2 separate regions of the Sus scrofa genome follow, and region 1 is linked to region 2. Evidence: chromatin contacts called from public HiChIP or PLAC-seq data. All regions are on one chromosome and are shown on one strand. Each heading gives the region's core, a stretch centred on a gene start, on an enhancer-like site or on the middle of the called end of the contact. The rest is flanking DNA. Distances are from core to core; before and after follow the strand shown.

The links. HiChIP or PLAC-seq counts read pairs in DNA pulled down with a chosen protein or histone mark.
Region 1: an H3K27ac HiChIP or PLAC-seq map of skeletal muscle shows a contact between it and region 2, with 13 times the contacts expected there. The contact joins two enhancer-like sites. A contact is called at or near these places in 1 of 47 Hi-C or Micro-C datasets (embryonic fibroblasts) and 1 of 2 datasets of contacts at active chromatin or transcription factors (skeletal muscle).

The regions. Positions count from the first base shown.
Region 1 is chr10:8,866,100-8,872,565 of Sscrofa11.1, forward strand. The region is part of intron 2 of LOC102164422; the gene reads right to left. Among named protein-coding and RNA genes, the nearest start is that of LYPLAL1, 77 kb to the right of the region's middle. Within about 2 kb of position 3,357, at least 15 of the 83 cell types and tissues checked have an H3K27ac peak or open chromatin away from gene starts, as enhancers often do. A contact at or near this core is called in skeletal muscle, where this site is marked.
Region 2 is chr10:8,322,897-8,330,023 of Sscrofa11.1, forward strand. All of the region lies in intron 1 of TGFB2 (transforming growth factor beta-2), which reads left to right. Among named protein-coding and RNA genes, the nearest start is that of TGFB2, 20 kb to the left of the region's middle. Within about 2 kb of position 2,040, at least 5 of the 83 cell types and tissues checked have an H3K27ac peak or open chromatin away from gene starts, as enhancers often do. A contact at or near this core is called in skeletal muscle, where this site is marked.

The DNA of each region.
Region 1 (6,466 bases), core at 2,107-4,606, 540 kb after region 2:
TTTGTCTGGTTTTGGTAACAGGGTGATGGTGGCCTCACAGAATGACTTTGGAAGTGCACCTTCCTCTGAACTTTTTTGGAATAGTTTCATAAGGATAGGTGTTAGCTCCTCTCTAAACGTTTCATAAAATTTGCCTACAAGGCCATCTAGCCCTGGACTTTTGTTTGTTAGATTTTTTTTTTTTAATCACAGACTCATTTTCAGTATTTGTAACTGGCCTATTCATATTTTCTATTTTTTCTGGTTCAGTCTGGGGGGATTGTACCTAAGAATTTTTCTATTTCTTCCATGTTGTCCATTTTATTGGCATATAGTTGATTGTAGTAATCTCTTAGTGGTCTTTTTTATTTCTGTGCTGTTGGCTGTAATTTCTCCTTTTCCATTTCTAGTTTTATTGATTTGGGCTTTCTCCATAGAGTCTGACTAACAGTTTATCAGGTTTATTGATCTTTTCAAAGAACCAGCTTTTAGTGTCATTGATCTTTTCTACAGTTTTATTTGTCTCTATTTCATTTACTTCTGCTTTGATCTTTATGATTTCTTTCCTTCTACTAACTCTGGGTTTTGTCCTTCTTTCTCTAGTCCCTTTAGGTAGAAAGCTAGGTTGTTTATTTAAGATATTTCTTGTTTCCTGAGATAAGCTGTACTGCTATAAACTTCTCTCTGACATCTTTACATTGCACATTCTACCTTCAAACTAAAGGGGCCGTAGAGAAACAGGAGAAGCTGTTAGGGTACAAAGAAATTCAAAAGATAATATGACTATTATGTTTCCAGTAATTTTACAAATGAATGCTCTTAGAAAATGTTACAATTCTGTAGACTGAAAACATATTATCATAAATAATGTTAAAAAATAATAACAATTTTTTTGTTGTTAACATACTTGTTGGTCACTGATTTCTCTGTAAAAAAGCATTTGATTTTCAAGTTATTTTCACTCTTTTTCACTAGGGATACTTCAAAATGTATTCTGTTGATTCACTCTGAGAAATCTAATCTTCACATCTGCTGAAGCCTGGAATTTTTCATGCTAGAAATCCTACACATTACAGATTTTTTTTTTTTTTTGCCTGTTATGCTTATTAAGCTTTATATTTAATCTGTTTTGTGCTTGTTTAAAATTTCAGATCACATACCACACTGGTACTCAGGTTTTCTGTGACTTAAAAATAATTTGTAATTAAATCACATTTTGAAGTTTAAAAAAAAAATGATCAGCAAAACACTGACGATAAGCTATATAGGATTTAGTTTCCTAAATGTGGTGTTAAAATAAAAATCAAACATGAAATTTATAAAAATTCTTTGGAGTATACTGCATCAGAATTCCTATTTCTTTCATTTTATTTTTCTAATTCAAGAAGGAGAGTAATTCTAAGAGCAACTGAAAATACATCCTGAATGAAGACATTTACGTATGAGATTAGGTAACTATTTCCAATTAAAATTGCCACTTGGATAATATGTTTTCCATATTCACATGGGTTATAATATTGTGACTATTTTTATGGCTAAAATTTGCATCTTCATGAAGGAAAAGAGTGCATTATGAGGAAGAATGAAAGAGTTCTTATTACTCCCTGGTGTGGTGTTTCAATGACCAACTTATCTTTCTCTTAAACGTCTGACTGCATTTTGGTATGGAAAGTTCTGTGCCCAGGGAATATCCGAGGATAAAGCTGTACACAGATGTTCACATTATGACTGCTGCTTTGTTCCCATACTCAGGGCCTTGTTCTCTTTCTTGCTTACAAATTAATTTGCTCAAGTCAGGATGGTCCACGTTCGTCGTATTTACAGACACCACCGCCCGACTGAAAAACGTTTTGTCCCTGTACCCAGCCCCAGTACCATGGCCTGGCTTGGTGTGTGGGGCGCCTCAGGGAAGAGCACGCCATGGTTCGAAGGGACCACATCAGACCACAGAATAAAGGTGCTGGGTGAACATCAGAGCTGGCCCATGACTGAAGGACTGGGGACACGGAGCAGACGGCAGGGGTGGGGTAGGGGAGATGGACAGGCTATCCTGCAGCAGAAACAAAGCCAGATGGACTGATGGAGCTCATTCAGGAGCCCGCAGACAGGTGCAATGGAAGTACCCGCAAGTGATGCCTAAGACTGAAGGTGGAGGATTGGGCTGAAACTGCCCAAACCGACAGCGATGTTTTCTCTCTTTCTCTTGGACAGGCAACAGGGTCAAGACTTACACATTTGTGTAAGAACCGTTTTGCCATTTTAAACAAATCAACACTCACAAATCACAGCCCTCCCTGCCCCAAGGTTCATCTGCCTTGTGTCATCCTTTGGTGACAAAAAGCAAACTTCAAAACAAAACAAAACAAAAATGCAGGCTGGTAGTAAAGCCTTCTTTCACCAAGGTCCGGCCTTGGGGCTAAATGGGAGCGTTCTGCCAGCCATCAAACTTAACGGCCTTTAAACATGTGCAACATTTCTCTCAGCAAATTGGTTCCTTAATATGGTAAAATGTGCGGCACCCAAGGGGAAATGCTGGTGATCTCAGAGGCCAAAGCTGATGGAGTCACAGTACGGTATTCCTGAAAAGCACTCCTACTTTCCACTTTGATACAACCAGAAGCAAATACGAGAGGCAGGAGGTTTTGACATCCATTGTTTATTCTCACTGAAATTTTCCTCCTATAGAGCACAGCACAGTGGTTTAATTCATAGCTTATGGGATTTTTAAAAATATAAACCATTCAAATTTTTTCTATATTAATCAGTGGTTTCTAAAGATCCACAGGGATAAATAAACCCTGCAAGCTGGCAGGGGCTTTTCGTGGCATAACCACTGGTAGTTATAAACAGTAAACAAAACATAGTAACCATTTTAAGCACAAGAGATTGCTGTATCACTGGGGGCATAAATCATTAGTTTAATAATTTCAGCAGCAGTGTCTCTAAAGCAAAATTAAGCCAACAGTTCCCCCTGTGGCAATAATGAAGTACTGTAATGTGAAAAGAAAAAAACAACCAAGAGAAGGCATTATTGTGCCTTGGAACCGACTGCAAATTCAAGTTCAACACAGAACTGTAGCACTCTTGTCTCTGAGCTGCTCTTGTGAGAGGTGGAGAGGGGGTTGCCTCCAAACCCCACGTCTCTTTTTGGGGACATTTTGACAAGCACAAGTGCACTTTCATTTAAGCCCCCCATGGCCGGCATGCACCGTACGGAGGGCACGGAAGCGATGACATGTCCCAATTGAGAAGATGACGCATTTCTCTCAGCTGTGTAGGCAGACATTATTCACAGATTTCGAGAGCGCCAAAGGGGTGCCAGGCCCGGGACAGGACACGGAGATGACACAGGTTCCCTTCCAGGGGCTCTCGAGCTAGATGGCCAACAATCTGAACAGAAACGCTTGGCAGCTGTGAGCTGGGCCAGTCCACCCAGCCACATGAGTAAAGCTGGCCTGTCTTTCCCATGAATTTCACCCAGTGCCAAAGTTCATTTTAAAAAAAACAAAACTGGCTAATAATCTGTGCACTTTGGCTAAGTGTACTTGCCAGTGGGGCGTTATCCAACAAGAGGAGTCCAGGGAGACCTTCGTGATTCCCCCTGCTGTACGGGGTCAGTTCTATAGAACCTTCCCTTTCCGCCCGGATTTCTCCATCTCTTTCATGAAACCAGTATAGTCCTGCCATTTTCCTTACCAAAAAAAAAAAAAAAAGTTCTGGAGTTCCCATCGTGGCTCAGTGGTGGTTAACGAATCCAACTAGGAACCGTGAGGTTGCGGGTTCGATCCCTGGCCTTGCTCAGTGGGTTAAGGATCCAGCATTGCTGTGAGCTGTGGTGTAGGTTGCAGACGTGGCTCGGATCCCATGTTGCTGTGGCTCTGGCATATGCCGGTGGCTACAGCTCCGATTAGATCCCTTGCCTGGGAACCTCCATATGCTGCGGGAGTGGCCCAAGAAATGGCAAAAAGACAAAAAAAAAAGTTCTGATTGGAGACAGGGGTTTTTCCCCCTCAATAATACCATTTATTTAAGGCAGGATTTTACTTACTAACACCATTCCCTATGTTTTTTAGAGTACTTATTACAGACACAATTATCTCTTTGGAATGTATTTGGTTTTAAAAGTATGATTTTTAAAATAATACAGAAGCTGTATTATTTTCACGAAACTGACTCCCAGCTTGACTCTCTTATGCACTGGATTGAAGTGGTGATTTTAACAACACAGGGATACAGATTAATCTAGCAAGTACAGGGTCAGAAGCACTCTTATGGAACAGACACAACCTAATGATTTAGAAATCGTTAATCAACAGATGGTTTTTTTTCCCCTGGGGGGGAGGTGGCTTTGTTTTCAACTGTGATACTTTAGATACAGTTGTCTTAAAGAACCCAGTGACTTTCCTTAGTAGGTCAGATTACAGATGCAATCGCTTGCTGTACACATGCTCCTTTATTAATCTGAAACGAGACAATGAGATGGAGAAGATGGCTCTCTCTGCACCTTTAAGAAAAAGTTTTTCTCCACAAGCTAAATATATTATTACATCTTTTAACTCTCTCTCGCCAAATAAATTTTGAAAGGTACCAAGCGAGCATCATCACCCTCCTCTACCCTGTACTGTAAGTGTGGCAGGGAAGCATCGTGTATACACAGCGTCGACTAGCACATCTCATTTATGGTCAAAGAAAAGTTAGAGCCGGATCCTCAGCAAAATTGTAAGGAAATGTGTTCGTCCTTATTTCTGCTCCCTTCTCTCTTCTCCAGGCCCTTCCCCTGTCTTTAGCTCCTGCATGTCTTATGTCTTCAGGGACGCTATTGACTAATGTCACCATTCTTATTTACATGGGATGGCTCTTAAGGAACCTCCTTAAAAAACTAAACATAGAACTACCATACAATCCAGCAATTTCACTCCTGGGCATATATCCAGAGAAAACCATAATTCAAAAAGATACATGCACCCTGAGGTTCACTGCAGCACTATTGACAATAGCCAAGACATGGAAGCAACCTAAATGTCCACTGACAAAGGAATGGATAAAGAAGATGTGGTACATATATATAATGGAATATTACTCAGCCTTAAAAAGAACAAAATAATGCCATTTGCAGCAACATGGATGAATCTAGACCAACATATTGAGTGAAGTAAGTCAGAGATAGACAAATATCATATGATATAACTTACATGTGGAATCTAATAAACAATGATACAAAGGGACTTATTAAAACAGAAAAAAAAAAAAACCTCACAGATTTCAAAACCAATCTTATGGTTACCACAGGCGAAATCCTTGTGAGGGAAGGAAGAATTGGGAGGGTGGGAATAGAATATACACACTGTTATACAAAATAAATGATTAATGAGAACCTACTGGTTAGCACAGGAAAATCTACTCAATAGTTTATAATAAACTATATGGGAAAAAAGAATGGACATATTTATATGTGTGACTGATTGCTTTGCTGAAACCTGAAACTAATACAACATTGTAAATCAACCATACTCCAATAAAATTAAATTTAATAAATAAATAAACTTGGTGACCCCTAAAGGTTTCCCATACTCATGACCAGGACACAGGCCATAACAGGATATATACCTAAATAGGATTTCACAAATCTCAACTGCAGTAGCCAGAGCAACAAACACATAGAAGATACACTCATCTGATATAAAGTGGAAGAACAGGCTAAGAATGTACATACCCAAAGCCAACTAGTCAGAGAGGATTGCTAATCTTCTACTTTAAGAGGCCACAAATATCTCCCAACTGGTATATCCATCAGAATTGACTAGCTGCACCCACAGAATGGGAGAACATATTTCAAGTCATCTATCTGATAAGAATGTATGATTTCTACAGAGTGTATGAAACATATAAAGAAATCTTATATCTCAACAATTAAAGACCATCTAATTCAAAAATGGGCAAATGATTTGAACAGACTTCTCTCCAAAGAAGAAATATAAATGACAAATAAGCACTTGAAAAGATGACCAATATCATTTAACATTCAGAAAGAAAATGCAAATCAAAACCACAATGAGGGAGTTCCTGTCATGTCTCAGTGGTAACAATCCCCACTAGAACTCATGAGGACGTGGGTTCGACCCCTGGCCTCACTCAGTGGGTTAAGGATCTGGCGTCACAGTGAGCTGCGGTGTAGGTCGCAGACACAGCTTGGTTTCCATGTTGCTGTGGCTGTGGTATAGACTGGCAGCTACAGCTTTGATTCAACCCCTAGCCTGGGAACTTCCATATACCACGGGCGTGTCCCTAAAAAGACAAAAACAAAACAAAACCACACACACAATGAGATGCCACTTCACACCTACTAGAAAGGCTGTAATCAACAGACATATAATAGCAAATGTTGAGGAAGATACAGAGAAATCTCAAAGTTTTATATTTGCTGCTGGGAATGTAAACGCTGCAACTGCTCTGGAAACCATCTGGCAGTTCCTCAAAAAGTTACACA
Region 2 (7,127 bases), core at 790-3,289:
CAGTGAGACCGCAGCAGAGAACAGGTCTTGGGTGATCCTGACACGCGAGGCCTCTGGTGCAGCTTGTTCCCTGATCCTTGCAGAGGCCATGAGGCTGGGACTGTCACTGGTGGTGGTGGACGCTGCATTTTGGAGCCCCTGAGGAAGAGTGCGTGTTCCCGGTTCTCACGATCGGGGGAGGCCCGAATAAGGCCAATTAAGGACAAAAGACATGTGTTTATTCTGTCACCCAGTAGCTGTCTAATGTCCTGGGCTCTCCTCCCGTGCCTTTACCATGCCTCACCTTGCTTCTCAGGAATCAAGGAATCAGGAAATGAAATAGCTTATTGACGGTGTACAGTGGCCTAGACTGGGCTTCTCCCCACCCCCCAAAAAAGGAGTTGTGGTTGTGGCTCAGTGGTAGTGAACCCTACTTCGTATCCCTAAGGACTCGGGTTCCATCCCTGGCCTCTCATTCTCGTGAGCGGCGGTGTAGGCTGGCAGCTGCAGCTCCGATTGGAACCCTAGCTTGGGAACCTCCATACACCTTGGTGCAGCCCTAAAAAGACAAAAAAATAAAATAAATAAAATCAAGATATCAAAAAAAGAAAAGAAAACCTGATTCTATTGAGAATATACATTTACTATAGTACAGATAGTACAGAAAGCCTCGGAATGACTAGAAGCCACCAGGGGAATAAAAAGAGTGAAACGCTGGGCGTTCCCATCATAGCTCAGTGGTTAGTGAACCCAACTGGCATCCATAAGGATGTGGGTTCAATCCCTGGCCTCGCTCAGTGGGTTAAGGATCCGGCATTGCCGTGAGCTGTGGTGTAGGTCGCAGACACGGCTCGGATCTGGTGTGGCTGTGGCTGTGGCGTAGGCCAGTAGCTACAGCTCTGATTCTACCCCTGGCCTGGGAACCTCCATGTGCTGTGGGTGTGGCCCTAAAAAAGACAAACAGACCAAAAAAAAGAAAAAAAAAAAAAACCCAACAACAAAGAGTGGAGCATCTAATCTGTGCTTTTAAAGCTCCCTTTTGTGAGAGGGATTATAGTTAGGTTTCCAGCTCTACATTTCTGTTGTATTTCACTGTCTAAAGCAAGGAGTTAATTGTGTGATTTGTTTTTTGTTTTTTTTCCTCACCAGCCTTTTGGAAAAGACGAGGGCAGGGGATGAGAGAAGGAGAGCCCTTGTTGACTAGCCCCCACGGCCCTGGTGCTTAAGCCTCGTCATCCTAAACTTCCCCCCTGGGCGCCGGGGCAGGGCCAGGAGCAGCACCCCGCTTCTCAGGAGACGGTGGGCTGGGAGCGCTAACGGCCTTGGCCTTGGCCTTGGCCCTCGAGCCCTGAGAGGGGCCAGTGCCCAAGTCTGACTTCAGGCCTGGTCCCCACACCCTCCACCATGGGGACCCCAACCTTTTTTCTTTTTTCTTTTGGTTGGTCTTCTTTTTGCTTTCCCTTCGGATTCCCGCCCCACGCATTTTCGCATCCTCTTGGATAATCTTCCTACACGGCGGATCAATTTCCCTTTCCTCTTTCATCCTCGCAAGCCGGTGGGCGGGGAGGGCGGCCTCCCCCAGCTCTGGGCCCCCCGACACGCCTTCCCACTTGGGGTTACTGCCGGTCGTTGAATGGCTGTGCGTTTCCCTCTTTCTTTGGTGAGAAAACACTGGGAACCCACCCTGCTCCTCCCGAGCCTGGGAAAACCAGGAGGGCCCGGGAGGGTGAGGAAGAGGAGCCAGTGCACGGCTTCCCGGACGGTGGGAGGCTCTCGCGCCCCACCCAGCTTCCCGCCTGGGAGAAAACCCCGCCGACCCTTCCAGACCTTCCAGGCAAGACTGCTGAGCAGTGGGGCTCTGCAATTTTTTTCTTTTCTTTCTTTCTTTTTTTTTTTTTTTTTGGTCTCTGTTCTTAGAAATAGTAATTGAGTAAAAATGTAAGTGAGCGGGTGCCAGGGGCAGACATCCAGGGTCAGGGTGAAATTTCTCCATGCTGAGTGTGATTCTGAACACTCGTTAAGTGGAGGCCGGCCTGTGCCAAGCAGCTCCAGGGCCGTCCCTGTCACCTTGCGTGAACCGCCTCTCCACTCCAGGGAGATGTCAGGAGCGGCCGCAGCGAGTGCGCGGGGCCCGTGGCGCCTCTGGCTTTCCTCGCTCCGTCTCCACCCTGGCTGGAGTGATCACGGCGTGTCCTGACACTGATGCTGGGACTGGCAGCGCCAACGCTAGATGTAAAGTCCCCGGAGGAAGAAAGGGTCCCTGCTCCTCGCAGCCCACGTGGCTGCAGCGTCATTTCTCTTCCTTTCCGTTCGCTGTCCCCCCAGATGGAGGTTAGGGGCAGGTTGGGTGTGAGAGTCCAGATGTCATCTAAGCTGTAAGAATCCAGAAGGGCAGCGGGAAAGAAGTCTCTGAAGGAAATGGGTTGAAAGTCACGAAGGTGACCTCAGCTTCGTTTGTTTGTTTTGTGAGTATTTACTGAGTGTGATGCTTTCAATGAGCTTGATTAAAATGTAAAGATTGGGAGTTCCCGTTCTGGCTCAGAGGGTTAAGAACACAACTAGTGTCCGGGAGGATACAGGTTCCATCTCTGGCCTCCATCTGTGGGTTAAGGATCCAGTGTTACTGGAAGCTGCAGCGTAGATTGCTGATGTGGCTCAGATCAGGTGTTGCCATGGCTGTGGTGTAGGCTGCAGCTGCAGCTCCAATTTGACCCCAGCCCAGAAACCTCCATATGCCACAGGTGCGGCCCTAAAAACAAAACAGATTTAACCATGGGCTTCTCAAAGGATGGCCTGCATGTGTATGTCCCAAAGGGTCACAGAAAGCAGATTTCCAGCCTTTCTCACACCTGCAGAGGCAGAATCACTGGGGTGGGGGTGGGTGAGGGGCACCAAAGAGTCTGAGCCTTTAAGAGGCAGCGCAGGTGAGTCTGACCTCACTAGGCTGAGGCTCGGATGTCCCCTTCTGCCCATCTGTTTACTCAAAGTCCTTCAGCAGGAAGGATTTGGATCCAGCAGGGCCATCGTCTGATCCCGTGGTCCCTCCAGGGTGAGACCCTGAATCCACAGCATGGCTGAGTTCTCACCCTGCGTTTGCTGTGTCCCCAGATGCTTACACATCTTCCGGTAGATCAGATGTCTGCCCTGCATATGCCCTGCTCACCATCCGCCACGTGAGCGTGCGAGCAGGTGAATGCTCCCACGGGGGCGGGGTGTGGCTGCTGGTCTGCAGGTTGCACGTGGGGGTGAGAACACGCAGCTGTGGCTCCGAAGGGGTGTTTCAAAATGAATGTATGATGTGTGAGCGCCATGTAACTGACCATGTCTGTGTCGGTGTATAACACGGAATTCACCGAGGTGGTGATTGGTCGAAGCACTGCTGACCTCTTCATGGCCTGAACCCTGTTCTGAGACATTCCATGGGGTTAGGGTCTGGCCAACAGGGGGATGTAAATGCTACAGTCTCAGCCAGACGCAGCTCCAAGGCACTGCAGCGTGCTCTTTCCAGATAGTGTTTTTCTCCAGCGAAGGTACGAGAGAGCAGGTGAAAATCTGACCCAGATATTAGAAAGAAAACTTAATAATTAATCACTTGGTATTTTCTCTGTGCCACGCTGGACTTCCTGATATGTGGAGGTTTTTTGGAACCATCGGTGTTTTGAGTCCAACCTCTGGAGGGGTTTTGACCATCGAACTGCAGAAACAACCTGTTCTCCTACATGGTCTGTATCACTAAATACAACAAAACAAAACAACCCAATTTTTTAGAATAAACTTGCCCGGAGATTGCCCTGTGCCCAAAGTGGTTCCCAGTTATTTCTGCCAGTTTGAGAACCAGCTTGTTGGCAGGGTGGCGAAGGGCAAATGTAACAGTCAACTAACACCAGAGAAAGAGGGGAACCACCTCCAGTGGTTGCTCTGTAACCACCCTAGGATCGTACTCCTCAGGCTTAGTAGCCACTAGAAAACACCGAGTTTAAAAGACTGATGTGACGAGACCTCTTCTCACTTGGCAGATTTAATCGATGGGGGGACGAAAGCATTTACTATTGAAAATGCGGAAAGAATGACTGGTGGTATTCATTCTACCTCCCACCCGCCTCCCACTGAAAGGGCTCTACATTCACCGCAAATGTAGATCCGGCTTTAAGGGAAATGCCAAAAGCACACGGGGATCATGGGAGGACGGCAAAGTGAGGACGAGCCCTGCTGATGATACACTCGCCGACTCCACGGTGCTCGGTGCTCGGGGGCTGCTCTGGAGCAGGCGTCCGTCTAGACCACTCGTGGTGCCATCAGTGAATCAAACAGCAGGAAACTTTGCCCCTAGGGAGCTCCACCTTTTGGAGAAAAAAGCTACACACTGGATGTAAAAAATGCTCACATTTGATCAGTGTTGTAGGGGAGAAAAGAAGGGCGGCATTGGGGGATGGAAACGTGAGTAGCATGTTTTTTTATTCGTGTAGAGCCGATTTACAGTATTGTGCCAATTTCTGCTGGACAGCAAAGCGCCCCAGTCACACACACACACACACACACACACACACACACACACACTCCCCTTCTTGTATCATCTTCCATCGTGGTCTATCCTGAGAGACTGGATCGAGTTCCCAGTGCTGTACAGCAGGACCTCATTGCTTATCCATGACCATGAGTTGCCATTTTAAGTGGGCTGGGTGTGGAAGGGCTGGTTAAGAGGGTGACATTTAAGCAGAGAGTTGAAGGAGGTCAGAGGACAGCCTGGGACCACGTGACGAAGAGCATTTCTGGCAGAGGGAGCATTTCTGGCCCGCGCTGCTCAAGGATTCACAAAAGCATCCTAGGAGCTGAGCTCAGAGGGAGAACGACAGTCAGGTAGCGCCTGGGAGGCCCTCGGAAAGCCTGTGGCTTTTCCTTGAATAAAATGAGGAGATGGGTGGTTTTAACCAGGCCGTGGCATTGAGAATGGAGCACAGGGGACCGAGGCGGGAACAGGAAGTCCCAGGAGTCTGTCTTTGTCATGCGTTGGAAAGGCTCCTGGCGGCTGCATTCCCAGCTGAAACTGCACCAAGAATTTCCAGCAGCCCTGTGCCCTGTACGGGCTCTTTCGCTGGCAGATGGGTTTGCGGGGAGGCTGCAGGTGGGTTCTGCGTGTAGAAGATGTTTGGGCTTTTTCTCGATCGTTTTCAGTGAATTCTTTGGAGCTATTGGCATCCACCCCTTCCTTTCTGGGAAGAAGCTCTCTGTGCACCGTTGCGTGGAGGAGCATAACCTCTTGGCTCTCCCGTCTTGTGCTGACAAGGGTGGAACGGCAGCTGTTGGGGTCGTGCTTGCTGTGGCTCCTCGTCATGGCTACCCTCCATTCAGTGGCCAGGGACCCTAGGCATTAAACTCAGGGCACCGCGGCTGGCCTGGGAGAAGGACAGTCTGCCTCTCCCTGTGTGATGTGGAGCCTGGGGCTCGGAAGAATCTTTGGATCTGTCCAGCTGTGCCTAGAGTCTTTGCCTAAACTGTGGAATGAGGTCATAAGCCAGGGAATTTGGAAAACTGTGTCTCTTATCAGACAAAAAGCATTTCTGTTGGACGAGAGTTTGCTTTCTAACTTTTCAGTTTTGAACAGCAAGACTTTACACTGGGATGCAAAGCCCTGATTCGTTGATCCATCTGGACAGGAGGTGTCTATTGACTCTACCGTGTGCCAGGTGCTAGCTGAGGTCTGCAGGTGGATGGAGGAATGGAGCAGAGTCGTGTCTTGAGGAGTCTCCAGCTCAGTGAGGAGGAGGTCAGGCAGACCAGACCAATTGACCAAAGCTGAGAAACTGAGGCCACAGGGTTGATGATAAGTTAGGGTCTGAGGGTCAGAGGCGTTGCTGAACCTGCTTTAGAGAGGTCACGGAGGGCTTCGTGGAGGAGGTGGTATTCGCTGCTTAAAAAGATGACTTTGGAGATGGTAGTTTGGCAGTCACCCAGGAGCAGTAGGAAACGGCTTCTGTTTTCTGGAAGGAGAAGATTTGCCCTTTCGTGGCACGTTCTTCCTCTGTGCGCTCGCCTGACTCCCATCTTGATAATCATGAAACAGCTGGAGCACTTAGTGTATGCAGTCTTTGCAAAATGTGGGTGGAGAGTTCCCGCTGTGGCTCAGCAGAAGCCTATCTGACTAGGATCCATGAGGATGCAGATTCAATCCCTGGCGCTGCTCAGTGGGTTAAGAATCCAGCGTTGCGTGAGCTGTGGTGTAGGTTGCGGATGCAGCTCGGGTCCCAAGTTGCTGTCGCTGTGGCATAGGCTGGTGGCTATAGGTCCAATTCAGCCCCTACCCTGGGAACCTCCATATGCCTCGGGCGCAGCCCTAGGAAAAAAAAGAAAGAAAGAAAAAAATGGGTGCGTTCCGACAGGAGACTCACTTTGAAATTCTGAGGCTTGAGAGCAGGGCAAGGTCATGAGATCAAGGGTTTGTCATTCGGTTGACATGGTGGCATAGACAGTTATTGCTCCATGATGTGCTGTGGGAGAACGGGACTCAGGAGAATGGCCTTATCATACAAGCTCAAGGTCACTAGAGCTTTTTTCTTCACCTCCAGGGAGCAGCATCAAGACCAAGCTCCTGCTCCCTTCTCTGGATCTGTGGCTTGACTGCGTCACTGTGGGCCCAAGGCTGAGGGAGCAGGTCTAACCTGGGCATGCTGACCTCCCACCTAGACCTCAGGGGAGGGGGCCGTGCTGCCCACTGGCAGTCCATCGGCCAAGCCCGATTTCCTAGGACAGGAGGGGGCACAAGAATGGGTCCATGGGACGGCAGGCCCAGGGAGAAGGACAGAGACCACCTTTGGAACAGATGATACGGTCAGTCTGCCACAGCGCAGGTGGAGGAGTGTGCGGAAAAGAGGGAGACTTCATCCATCTGGATAACTTCCTATGTTGGAGTTCCCATGGTGGTGCCGCGGAAAGGAATCTGACTAGCAACCATGAGGTTGCGGGTTCGATCCCTGGCCTCGCTCCGTGGGTCGGGGACCCAGCGTTGCCTTGAGCTGGGCCATTGCCATGAGCGGTGGTGTAGGTGGCAGATGTGGCTCAGATCGTCTGTGGCTGTGGCTGTGGCGCAGGCTGGCAGCTGTCGCTCCAATTCACTCCTAGCCCCGGAACCTCCATACGCCGCAGGTGCGGCC